3 separate regions of the Mus musculus genome follow, and all the other regions are linked to region 1. The links are chromatin contacts, called in public promoter capture Hi-C maps. All regions are on one chromosome and are shown on one strand. The core of a region is the stretch at or near the end of the contact, and the rest is flanking DNA. Distances in the headings are between cores, read along the strand shown.

Region 1 (3,642 bases), core at 664-3,163:
AAGATAAAAAAGCCAGGAGTCTGGATTTCCAGTTACTGTGTTATGGAAAAAGAAAAAAAGAAAAACAGGGGATGAGATGCCAGGTGTCTGGATTGGAGAAAGGCCCCCTGAGGATGTCTTCGTACAGCCCCACAGGTCTGCCTCTCCTGCCCCCCCCCCCCCAGTGGCTTTCCTTTTTAGGGTGGAACCAAATTTCCGTGCTTTCAAAAAGTTCCCCCCACCCACCCTGGCTTTACTCCAGGGTCTCGCTCAAACGGTTGAAAAAATAAACAGACTCTGGGAGCTGGGGCCTGGCCTGTCGCTAGGGTTTGTTAAGAGCCTGTCTGCCACCCCACAATTCACACTCAGTCACCTCACCCTGGAGCTGCTCAGAGCCCTGCTAGCTTTCTTCCGGTGAGCAGACTCCCATCCCGAAACCCTACAAAAAGCCTCAAACTGAGCTTCCCGCCCCCGAGGCTCTCCACCCCTACCGACCTTCTCCCAGTGTAGCAGTAAAGCAAGTAGCTAAAGCCTGGAACCTTGGAGGAAGGGAGAGGGCAGCTTTCCATTCGCAGAGTGGCTTTCCAGCCTGAAAATGATCTGCTTGGTTGGCTGGCTGCGGGAGGGTCATTACGCTCTCGCTAAGGACAGGGATTAAGATTAAAGCCCTTCCTGCCTTTGCTTTCCGAGAGAGCCTTATAATGTGAGTGTCCTGAGGTACAGGGAGGCGCCGTCCGCCTGAACCAGGCCCCCCTGGCTTCACTTATTCATCTACAAGTCCTCCTCGGCTTCACCACTTCCTGTGAGCTGAGGTGAGGAAAGTCATGGCATTTGGGAGGGCGTCTGAATACAAAGACAGGAATAAAGGACACTTGTAAAGGCGTGCTGGAGAGGTCGTATTGCAGAGTGTGCTGATAATTACACAGCCAGACTCCAGATGACAGGTGAAGGGCCCCCAAGCCGAGGCGATAATCGAAATATGGCTGAGGGGAGTGGGGGAACTGGGTTAACCGAGGCGGCTGGAGAACCAGGAGCCTGGAAGCTGATGAAACAGATAAGGGTGGGAACTACTCTGGGTCCTGGCACCGAGACGCTCAGGATGTGAGAAGGCATCCCAGCGACACAAAGGCAGCTTGCTTCACCTGATGGATCGGTTTGGCCTGGCGGAGAAAATGGGCGGCCGCTTGCTGTCTTGACCCCTAGCCACCCGCCTACCCCAGGCAAGAACTGAATCACAGCTGGAAAGTCCATCCGCAAGAAGAGGAGGAGCTGACTTTTGTCTTGGAGGGGCGGGAAGGTGGGGGAGGGAGCTTGGAAAACACCCCCTCCGGCCCCCTCCACCCGCTGGTGGGGACAAAGGGGGAACGACCGAGCCGGCGCTAGCGGGCACGGCCGCAAGCAACCCCCGGAACTGGGGTGCGGAAAGGGGTGCCCAAGAGCGTCGTCCCTAGGAACCCGACACGCTCGCCCCTCTTTCCCGCTCGATCCCTTACCGGAGCAACTTTCTTCCGAGCGGCCCAAAACACTCGGTCCCGCCGAACCACTGGTAACCCAGCTCAGCTCTCCTAGATCCCCGCACAGAAGCTGCGCGGGTGCTGGAGACGCGGGTCACGTTGCGGTCCTCCAGCCCCCTCCTCACGCGCTCGCAGCCCCACCCACCCCGTCCGGCCGCTGCGCGCGGACTCGGGCGCCCCAGAGCGGGCGGGGGGACGCGGGACGCGGGGCGGAGGCCCAGAGGTCGGCAGGGCGCCCGGTCGCAGAGCCAGCCCACCTTGGTTGCCTGCTCCTTGCTCCGGTCGATCCGCGCGCGAGTGAGGGATTCGATCCGAGACATAATCCAGCGTGAGCCGCGGGAGGACGCGGCGGCCCCGGGTGTCCAGCAACGGCGGGGGAGGGGTCCGGCCGCACGCGTCGGCCTCGGGGACAGGAAGTCTGAGTCCCCTCGCCCCTGCACCCAGCACCAGTTCCTCAAACCCTAGTCTCCTCCCCCACCCGAGCTCAGGAAGGGGAGAGGCGGAGCGGAGGCAGGGCGGGGTACCCGCGCACCGGACGGGACGCCGGGGTTAGTATCGCTGCAGTCTGCTGGACAGGGGTCCTTGGGACAGGTTCGAGGATCCCTTTTCCCTTTAGCGCTTAGGAACACTCTCTGACCTCAGCGACCTCCCTTAGCTCGGCTGTCCTTGAAAAACACCGGCGCCCATTCCGGGTAACTTCACTCTTTAAAGACCCTAAGGGGATTCTATCACCTTATCGGTAACTGGGAGACCTAGCCATAAGGGCTCACTCATCAAACAGGCTTGAGTACACAGACCGCTTTTACAATGTTGGACTGGTATGACAAGAGGGAGGGGGCAATGAAAGGGGAACTAGAAGCTTCATCGTTAACAGGCTTCACTCCCCCAAAAGAGTGAAGAAGGGGACTCCTTTCCAAAAGCTAGGAGTCCACAAGAGAGGGTTTTCCCCTCACCCCCCCCCACCCCCCGCCCAGCTTCTCACCCCTCTGGGCCTTGTGGACCACACTCTGACCATCCTTCTCAGCCCCACCTCTGCCAATTACTTTGGCAGTGAAGGTGAGAAGGCTCCACCTTTCCTGAGGCTAGCTGAGGAAATCCTTCCTTGTGTCCTGACACCAGTTTTCTCTGCCACAGGAGACTATAGAAACAACTTGGCCCTGTCTGGAAACGTTTGAGCTTGCTGAGGAGTGTGGGTGGGTTTTCATTTCTCTGGACCCTTTGAGTCAACCTGAGTTTCCTGCCACTGGGGAAATTCTCCAGTCTGCTCCGTTTCCACCTATCAAGGTCTCCGATTTCTCTGTAAAAACCTGAGCACCCTGGGGCAAAGTTTTGTAAAAATTTAGGGTACTACCTAATCTAGTCCCAAAAGTGTGTGGTAATGAGGGAGGGAGATGGCTAGGCGTGGTGTTGCACAGAGGCAGGGAGATTTCTGAGTTCAAGGCCAGCCTGGTCTACAGAGTGAGTTCCAGGACAGCCAGGGCTACACAGAGAAACCCTGTCTCAAAACACCGAAAAAAAAAAGAAAGAAAGAAAAAAGAAAGAGGGAGGGAGATGAGGCCCAGCCACTGTCACCAGCTTCTGCTCTGTTCTTCTCGGTAGCGGGGCAGGGAGGGTGGTGTTAGGGCTGCAGGTTTCCAGCCCAGCCCTGCACTCCTAGAGTGCCAATTTTAGCCTCAGTCTCTAATTTGGGCTCGGCTGCCTCATCCACCCGCTGTGCTGGTTGGGCTCCTCAGCTCCTCACCCCGGCTCTGCTCCCCTCCCACTCTGCTCCTCTGACCTATCTCCTGCCTAGGAACTCCCTCACCTTTTGTGCCCATTCTCCTGTTCAGGGTCCTTATATAGTAAAGGCCAGGGAAAAAGAAACAATGTCCAGTTCAGGCTGGCCAGATGAGGCAGAAAGGACTTTCCCAGACCAATTCTGTTTTCTCTGAAGGAATCCTAGGAAGGCCTCAGGACCTGCCATGTTCCTATTGGCTCTGAGCCTCCAGACTTGCCCCGCTTGAGTGACCAGCCAAAGCTGAGAAATGTACTAACAATCAGCTAGAGGTCAGAATGAGCTGCCTGGTTTGGGGGGGGGGGGGGCAGAGACCTCAATTTTCTCTAAGGCCTGAACTAGAAATTGTTATAAGCCAAACTCTTGAGTAACTAG
Region 2 (3,642 bases), core at 665-3,164, 7.0 Mb before region 1:
GGTGAATTAAAATATCCCCCAAACAATGGTGAACCAATTACCTACTTCTGGGATGCAAGAGACACTTCTGGAGTTCTTTCCAGTGAGTAACCACACAACAGTTACCTTACAGCAGTTGTATTGCACCTCAATTATTTTTGCACAGACTGAGCAGGGCCCATAACCAACCACTCTTTGGATCCATCCCCATGTAGTATTTCTCCCATGGGTATTTCCTAATGAGAATGAGTGCACCTTACACCAGAGCTGGTGTATTTGGGTATTAACTTCTAAAATGCAGGCTCTACCCCTTATCCATTTGATTAAAATGAGGGGGATGTAATTTAGTCATCACAGGTGACTCTTACTTCTTCACGGTTTGAATCCACTGCTCTGAAGATTATCCAACTGAATTAGAAGTACAACCTACAGAATACAAGACCTTTTGGTACAATTCAAGACCGTCATAATGAGTTTTTCTCTGGACCTACCACCTACAACGACCAACATCATGCAACAAGAGATACATAAATTAAATCTGAAACCGGAGAGAAACTTTGTAAAAACCCTCTAGGTGCCTTCTCCTTCACAAAATCCTGCACCCCATTTCCACTCCACGGTCCCTTTATATCACAAGACGAACTTACCCAGCCTCTTTGTTTGACAAGCCAGTCCCGTTTCGTCCTTACAAGAACATCTGTGATAGTTTCTGCTAATGGTTCGATGAAGCTTTCTTGGTTTACGCTCTTTAAGTGTTTGGCCACAAAGGCACCGAAAGAAATAAGAGTCACAATCCTGCCCCAGTTTGTTACGCCATCTTTGAAAACATGGACCATTACTCGAGAAAAAGATTTAACATCGCCTTCGTTTTTAATGTCCAGTTTCCGGAGCATGCCTGAGAAGAAAAGCAAGAAACCTCATGGCCTCCTTTGTCTGCAGCGGGGCACTACCCTTCTGCCCACCCACGACGAGGGGACCGTGCTCTCCCGGCTCTAGAGCAGTCAGGCAGACCCCACGCCGACAGTGACATCCCACCCTTTCCGGTCTTTGAACCCAACAGCCAGATGGGCGGAAACAATGACTCACAGCCAGAAAATTCTGGTTGCAGAGCCAGGCTCCGGCTCTTCCCTCTTCCCGCACGGCCCGGCCCGGCCCGGGCGCCGCTTACCCTGGAAGGCCGTCTCGTGGTTGCGCTGCACGCCGTCGCCCACGCGCCGCAGGGTCTCCAGCGCTCTCCGGCCCGCCGCGCCCGCCTCGCCCAGAGGCTTCGAGTCCTTGGAGCCGGTCGCCTGCTCCCGCAAGTAGCGCGAGATGATCTCCAGCGACTGGCGGTATAGGTCGTCCTCTTCCTCCTCGGGCGGCGGCGGCGTGGAGGGCAGAGAGCCGTCGGCCCCGGAGCTCTTGGCCGCCTCGCTCACGCGCTCCAGGAGGGGCAGCACGGCCGGGCGCTTGCCGATGGCCTCCGGCTCGCAGCCGTCCAGTTCCTCCTCCGGAGACACGATGGCGGCGGCGGCCGACGCGGCCATCTCCTCGGGCGGCACGGCGAGGAGGCCGGGCGACTTATGCAGCCGCCTTTCGGCCGACGCGGTGACGTCGGGGTCCTCGGCGCCCACGGGCGGCGGCCGGGCGACCACCCGCGCGCCGGGCAGCAGGGCGGCCTCCCCTCCCCCCTCGCGCCGCGCCTTGGCCTCCTCGGCCACCAGGCGCGCCCCTGCCGGAGAACCGCCGCCCGCGCCGAGGCTGGCGCCGCCGCAGTACAGGTTCAAGCCGATGACCGCGTTTCTCCGCAGGCCAAACATGGTCGGACGCCGCAGGCTGAGGGGAAGGAGCGGGGAAGGCCGCGACTCCAGACCGGAGGCAGGCGGAAGTCAGGAGTGAGGAAGGCCGTTCCCTGCCGCCGCCTTAGGGCCGTGCTGACGCAGGCGAGGACTTCCCGTAAAAGGGGAAAGGGGCGGGCGTTTCCGGAGGGCTGGCCCGGCCACTCCGCGCCTCTTCCGGCCGGAGCGCTCTCGCGGCTTCCGCGGCTACGGTTGGCGGAGCGCGGTACCTGGCCTTGGCTCGCGGACGGATTGTGCTTTTTTGTCCGGTACAACTCTCAGCCCGGCTGGCCAAGTGCTTGGCTTCCCGGGGAATGGTTCCTGCTCGGGAACGCCTGCTGATCTGTGTCGGTTTTTGAATTTCAAGCTGCCCTGGAACTCTGCATAGCCCAGGCTGGTCCTAACGTTAGGCAGTCCTGCCTTAGCCTTTCTCGTTGCACTACCTGCTGTGTTTTTATAACATACCAGTCTTAAACACTTTTTTGTTTGTGTGTATTTGTGGTTGTGTGCCTGCCTCCAGGTGGGTGCTGGGAGTTAAACCCTGGAAGAGCAAACCAGGGAGGGCATCTCCAGTCTCATACACAAAGGAATATTAACCATTGATTTGCTTAAAAGTTAGGGGGAGTCCTGCTCTGTCATTTTTCTACTGTGAGCCCTCACTCCCTGTGTTCCAAAATGACTTTCCGTTCCGGTTTTTTTTGTTTTTTGTTTTTTGTTTTTGTTTTTTTGTTTTTCGAGACAGGGTTTCTCTGTGTAGCCCTGGCTGCACTGGAACTCACTCTGTAGATCAGGCTGGCCTCAAACTCAGAAATCCTCCTGCCTCTGCCTCCCGAGTGCTGGAATTAAAGGCGTGCCCCACACTGCCTGGCCAAAATGACTTTTCATGGACAGCTATTAAGGGGTTATTTATGTGGAGCCTGTGAAAGATTCAACTGGTGAAAGGCTCCTGAAACCCAGCCCTAAAGACCTGAGTTCAATACACAGAACCCACCTAACAATGAAGGAGTGAGACCACTTTCCAGAGTTGACCTCTGGCTGCCAGAAGAGCCTAGCTCCCTACCCTATCCCCAAACAGTAAAAGTCTAAAATATGAGCCATTTATGGTGGCTAGGCCTATAGCTCAATTGGCAGAAGAGCTTGCCCAGGCCTGGGGAGGCAGAGGCAAGAGACTCAATTTAAAACTCATTTTTGGCTACATGATGAGCCTGCTGTCTAAAATGAACAAAGGATGGTTACGGGAGTAACTCAGTTGGTAGAGAATTTGCCTACCCTTGTAGAAGTCCTGGGTTGATCCCCAGCACCATATAAAACGGTGAAGATCTTTGGTGGACTGGTTAGACTTAATATCAACTTGACACAAGCTGGAATTCCATGGACTGGCGGTCCTGGGTTCTGTAAGAAAACAGGCTGAGCAAGCCATGGGAAACAAGCCAGTTAGCAGCTCCTGCCCATGGCCTCTGCCTCTAGGTTCCTGCCCCGTTTGAGTTCCTGTCCTGATGTCCTTCAGTGATGAACAGTAATGTGGAAGCAAGCTAAGCCCAATGAACCCTTTTCTCCCAAGCTGCTTTTGGTTGTGGTGCTTTGCCATAGCAACAGAGACCCAAACTAAGACACTTGGTCTACATAGGAAGCGCCCATCAGCCAGGGTTAAAAGGTTGAGACCCTGTCTCAAACCAGATAGATAGATAGATAGATAGATAGATAGATAAGTAAGTGGCAAGCTGGAAATGTGGCTTACTTGGAGAATGCTTGCCTAACATAAAACCTTGGGTTTAAAACCCTGTAAATTGGCTGCATACCTTCAGTTCCAGAACTTGGGAGGCTCAAAACAAAAGACATGGGGAGA
Region 3 (3,642 bases), core at 480-2,979, 6.6 Mb before region 1:
GGATTTCTAAAAGGCTAAGATAAGAAATGCTGCTGCTGCTTACAATGCATTCTCTTCCCCAGAAACACGCAGGCAGTTAAAGGTGGGAAACAAAGGAGTGGGATGAGGAAAAACATCGCACCGTTTCAGAGGTAGCTCCTTTAATATCCAGCTCTGCTTCCAGCTGTGGGTAGAAATGCTCAGAAAATCAGATTTGAGTCTTCACAGGGAAACTTCACTATGAGGATAATTCCTAAAAGACAAAAGATGTATCTGATCTAAAGAAACACCAGAGTATTATTAGGGGAATTTATATAAAATTGTGATTTTGTCATGGAACAGGCAGATGTTTTGGTCCTAAGTATTTTAGCTTTGCCTTTCTGTAGTTGCAGTATGTGATAGGAATCAGTGATTCCTGACACAGTTCTTTGGCCGCCATAAGACCGTGAAGTAAGCAGTTATGTTCAGACCCTACCCGTCCCCATTCCTTCCAAAGCTATTGCAGATGAATTGCGGAGCTGTTTATTCATTTATGGAATAAAGACGTTAAATCCTAAGTCTGGGGCTTAGTTTTTTCCATTCCAATGAAGTACTACAGATTTTACTCACACTTCCGAATCCAGCTTTCCCTTTTATCTTTTTTTCTTTCTTTTTTTTTTTAAGTGAAGCTTTTCTTTTTATTTTAAAAAGATTTACTATACTATATATGAGTACACTGTTGCACTCTTCAGACACACCAGAAGAGGGCATTGGGTCCCATTACAAGTGAGCCAACATGTGGTTGGTGGGGATTGAACTCAGGACCTCTGGAAGAGCAGTCAGTGCTCTTAACCACTGAGTCATCTCTCCAGCGCTTCCTTCTGTCTGTCTAATATTTGACTTTGAAGAACAATTTAGGATTTGGACATAGCTCAATGGTAGAAGGGCTTGCCAAGCATCTACAAGGCCCTGCTAGGGTTCCCCTGTAAGCAGCCAGTGCTCAGAGATTAGCCACGCCCCCCAGCCCATTATTAACTTTTAAATTTGTGTGGTTTTCTTCGGAGGCGGGCCTTGAACTCAGAGAAATCCACCTGACTCTGCTGGACTCTGCTAGGGTGGGCCTAGCACTTTGGTATTAAATTAGGAGACCTGTGCCTCCTGCTGTGATCAAAGGCGTGTTTGTTATTATTACTGATTTTAATTTTTAGTGTGCATTGGTGTTTTGCCTAAATGTATGCTTGCTTGTGTGAGGGTGTCAGATCTTGGAGTTAAAGGCAGTTGTAAGCTGCAATGTGGGTGCTGGGAATTGAACTGGGGTCTCCTAAGGCATTGCTCCAGCGTCCTGTTATTGATTTTTGAAAGGTTTTCTCCGAGCTTTCTCTCGGTCCTTATATCAGTTAAAATGGTGAACAGAAACCAAGATAGACTGGTAAATGAAAGACATGCAATTTCATGTCCCATCCTATTCTAGTCTTCCCCCCAAAAGTTCAGGGGTTCTTTCCTGACCTATATTCAGGACACTGGGAAAGTGTCCGGTCAGACAGGAGTGCATAACCAGAAGGTCCCGAATAGCGGAAGCAAGATTCTCCCCCAACCCTCAAGTTAGCCCGGCGTTGAACCAGCAGGAAGGTAGAGTGCGGACGCCAACACGCACCAGTAACCAGTTCCTCCGAGCGCTGCACTGGTTGGCGCCAAAACTACCATCTGCGTCCGTCCCCTGCCGGAACTATCCCTCACGTAAGCCACGTAATCGGTGATCCTGCGCCTCGCTAAGTAGTCCCGCTCAGGATGCCCGCGGTATACGTTTTTCCAGCTCACGAGGTCCTCAGTAGGAAGGAGTCGGACTCAGAGGTGCGTTGAGGTCCTGAGAGAAGGGCAAAGTGGCTCCGCTAACCCATTTCCTTCAGATTCCTCCGCCAGGACGTATAGTCACAGCGCCTTCACTTCCGGGTCCGCCATTTTATTGCCTCCATTTCTCCGTGAGGGGGGGTAAGGGCCCCCCCAAATATGCATATGTGAAAAGGCCGAAAAGTGAGGCCGCTGGCAAGGAGTCTTAACTAGAGAAAGAAACGGGACCAAACTGGCGGGCCCAGTGAGAGCGAAGCCGGCAGCGCTCCGGAATAGGTGAGGGGGAAAGGACACGCAGGGTTCCGGAGCTTCCGAACTGCGATGCAAGGGGCAGTGATAAGTGGCCGGCCCAGCCCGGCCAGGACCTGTGGGCGCCGGCCTGCACACTGCCGGAGCGGGGGTGGCGGCGGGGGGGAGAGGGACCAAGAGGAAGGGGATGCTGTCGGGAGGAAGGGGAGGGGACTGGGAGGTGAAGGGGGTGGGTGGAAGACCTGGGGCTGGGGAGCTGGACTCCGGGAAGCCAAGGCCACATGGGGTGACCACGAGGGGGCGGTGTGGCGCAGGAGTCCGGGCTGCCACTACAGACTGGGGCTCCCACTTGCAAGTTGGCGCCCCTGAGTTTGGCAGAGTGCTGATGTCAAAAACTGAGGGATATGTGACTAGGGAGGAAGTGGGAACTGGACTTTTCAAGGTCCAGTAATAACGTGAAACTTTAGTAAGTTCATAATGTGAACAAGAGCAGTCATGGACTTATATCCAGTTCTCAACACAGATGCTTGTACAGCTGGCCTCCCAGTGGGAATGTGTGGGGGGTGAGGGGGGGGAGAAAAAGAAAAAAAAGTACAGACCGAGAATTCTTCAATTGCTTTCTTTCTTAGCGTGCACCTCTTGTCACAGATTTCCTCCAGGAATTCTGCTGTCTCCCTCTTCCTATAAAGGATTTTCTCTAGTTTCCAATCCAATATTTGGGTCTTACTATGTAGTTTGGATTGGCTGCCTCACAGCGATTCTCTAACCTTAGCCCCTGGAGTGTTGGAATTACTGAGGTGAGCCATGTTTTTTGTACATGCTTTGCAAAGAACAAACCACCACACCCAAATGATAAACAAAAGTTATTATTCTTTGGTAATGGGCTGCTTTGTCAAGTGCTCAGGCACTCCATGGTTATTAAAATATTTATTGAAAGTTCTGAACACTAAGTACTCAGTGCTTGAGAAGAGGAGAGAGAAAGATCCAGGTGTTCAAGGCCAGCCTGTGCTACTTGACCCAGAAAGGTCTCCTGGTCTTGTTTTGTATTTTATTGGCTTCCTATTCCTAGGAGGCAGGGTTGGGAGTATAGCTCAGAGGCAAGTGTGAATGTAGCATGCCTGTGGCCCTGGATTCAACTCCTAGCACAGAGGGACTAGGAAGAGAATTTAGAAAAATCTTAGGATACACACTAGACAAACGCTCATGTGAAGTTTATGTGGATGCATATCCAGTAAGGGAGAACAGTTCCCCTCTGTAGCATTCAGAACCATGGGGTTGTATAGGTTGGGCAGGTGGAACTTAGCATATAAAGCCAGCGAGACTGACAGTCTTGAGTTTGATCCACAGAGTTGAAGGAGAGAACCAACTCCTGCGAGTTGTCCTGTGGCTTCCACATGCTATGGTGAGTGAATACACACAGAAACACACACAAGCTAATTAGTTAATTTCAATTGCCTATGTTATTCTCTGGTCTTAGGGTTCTACCAGCCTTTATGTATGGGGAGCTAGAAGAATGACCCACCAGTCTCCCCATAATGCTTTTTATTTAAAATACTTTATTACATTTTGTGTATGTGTGCTCACTTA

Evidence for each region. Promoter capture Hi-C pulls out the DNA fragments that hold promoters and counts their contacts.
Region 2: a promoter capture Hi-C map of cranial neural crest shows a contact between it and region 1. The contact joins the promoter of Mcl1 here to the promoter of Arhgef2 in region 1.
Region 3: a contact with region 1 is called in a promoter capture Hi-C map of second pharyngeal arch cranial neural crest. The contact joins the promoter of Gabpb2 here to the promoter of Arhgef2 in region 1. A contact is called at or near these places in 2 of 39 promoter capture datasets (maxillary cranial neural crest and second pharyngeal arch cranial neural crest).

The regions. Positions count from the first base shown.
Region 1 is chr3:88,619,430-88,623,071 of GRCm38.p6, reverse strand. It overlaps Arhgef2 (rho/rac guanine nucleotide exchange factor (GEF) 2), which reads right to left and starts at 1,913. Exons shown (of 22, transcript NM_008487.4): 1 at 1,751-1,913. The coding sequence starts at 1,813. It overlaps Gm20652 (a long non-coding RNA gene), which reads left to right and starts at 1,967. Exons shown (of 2, transcript XR_375820.2): 1 at 1,967-2,041.
Region 2 is chr3:95,656,993-95,660,634 of GRCm38.p6, reverse strand. Mcl1 (myeloid cell leukemia sequence 1) reads right to left here and starts at 1,914. Exons shown (of 3, transcript NM_008562.3): 1 at 1,148-1,914; 2 at 627-874. The coding sequence starts at 1,778.
Region 3 is chr3:95,216,029-95,219,670 of GRCm38.p6, reverse strand. It overlaps Gabpb2 (GA repeat binding protein, beta 2), which reads left to right and starts at 1,729. Exons shown (of 10, transcript NM_029885.1): 1 at 1,729-2,082; 2 at 3,403-3,457. Mllt11 (myeloid/lymphoid or mixed-lineage leukemia; translocated to, 11) reads left to right here. Exons shown (of 2, transcript NM_019914.4): 2 at 1-1,127. Gm16740 (predicted gene, 16740) reads right to left here and starts at 2,214. Exons shown (of 4, transcript NR_108026.1): 1 at 1,613-2,214; 2 at 122-232.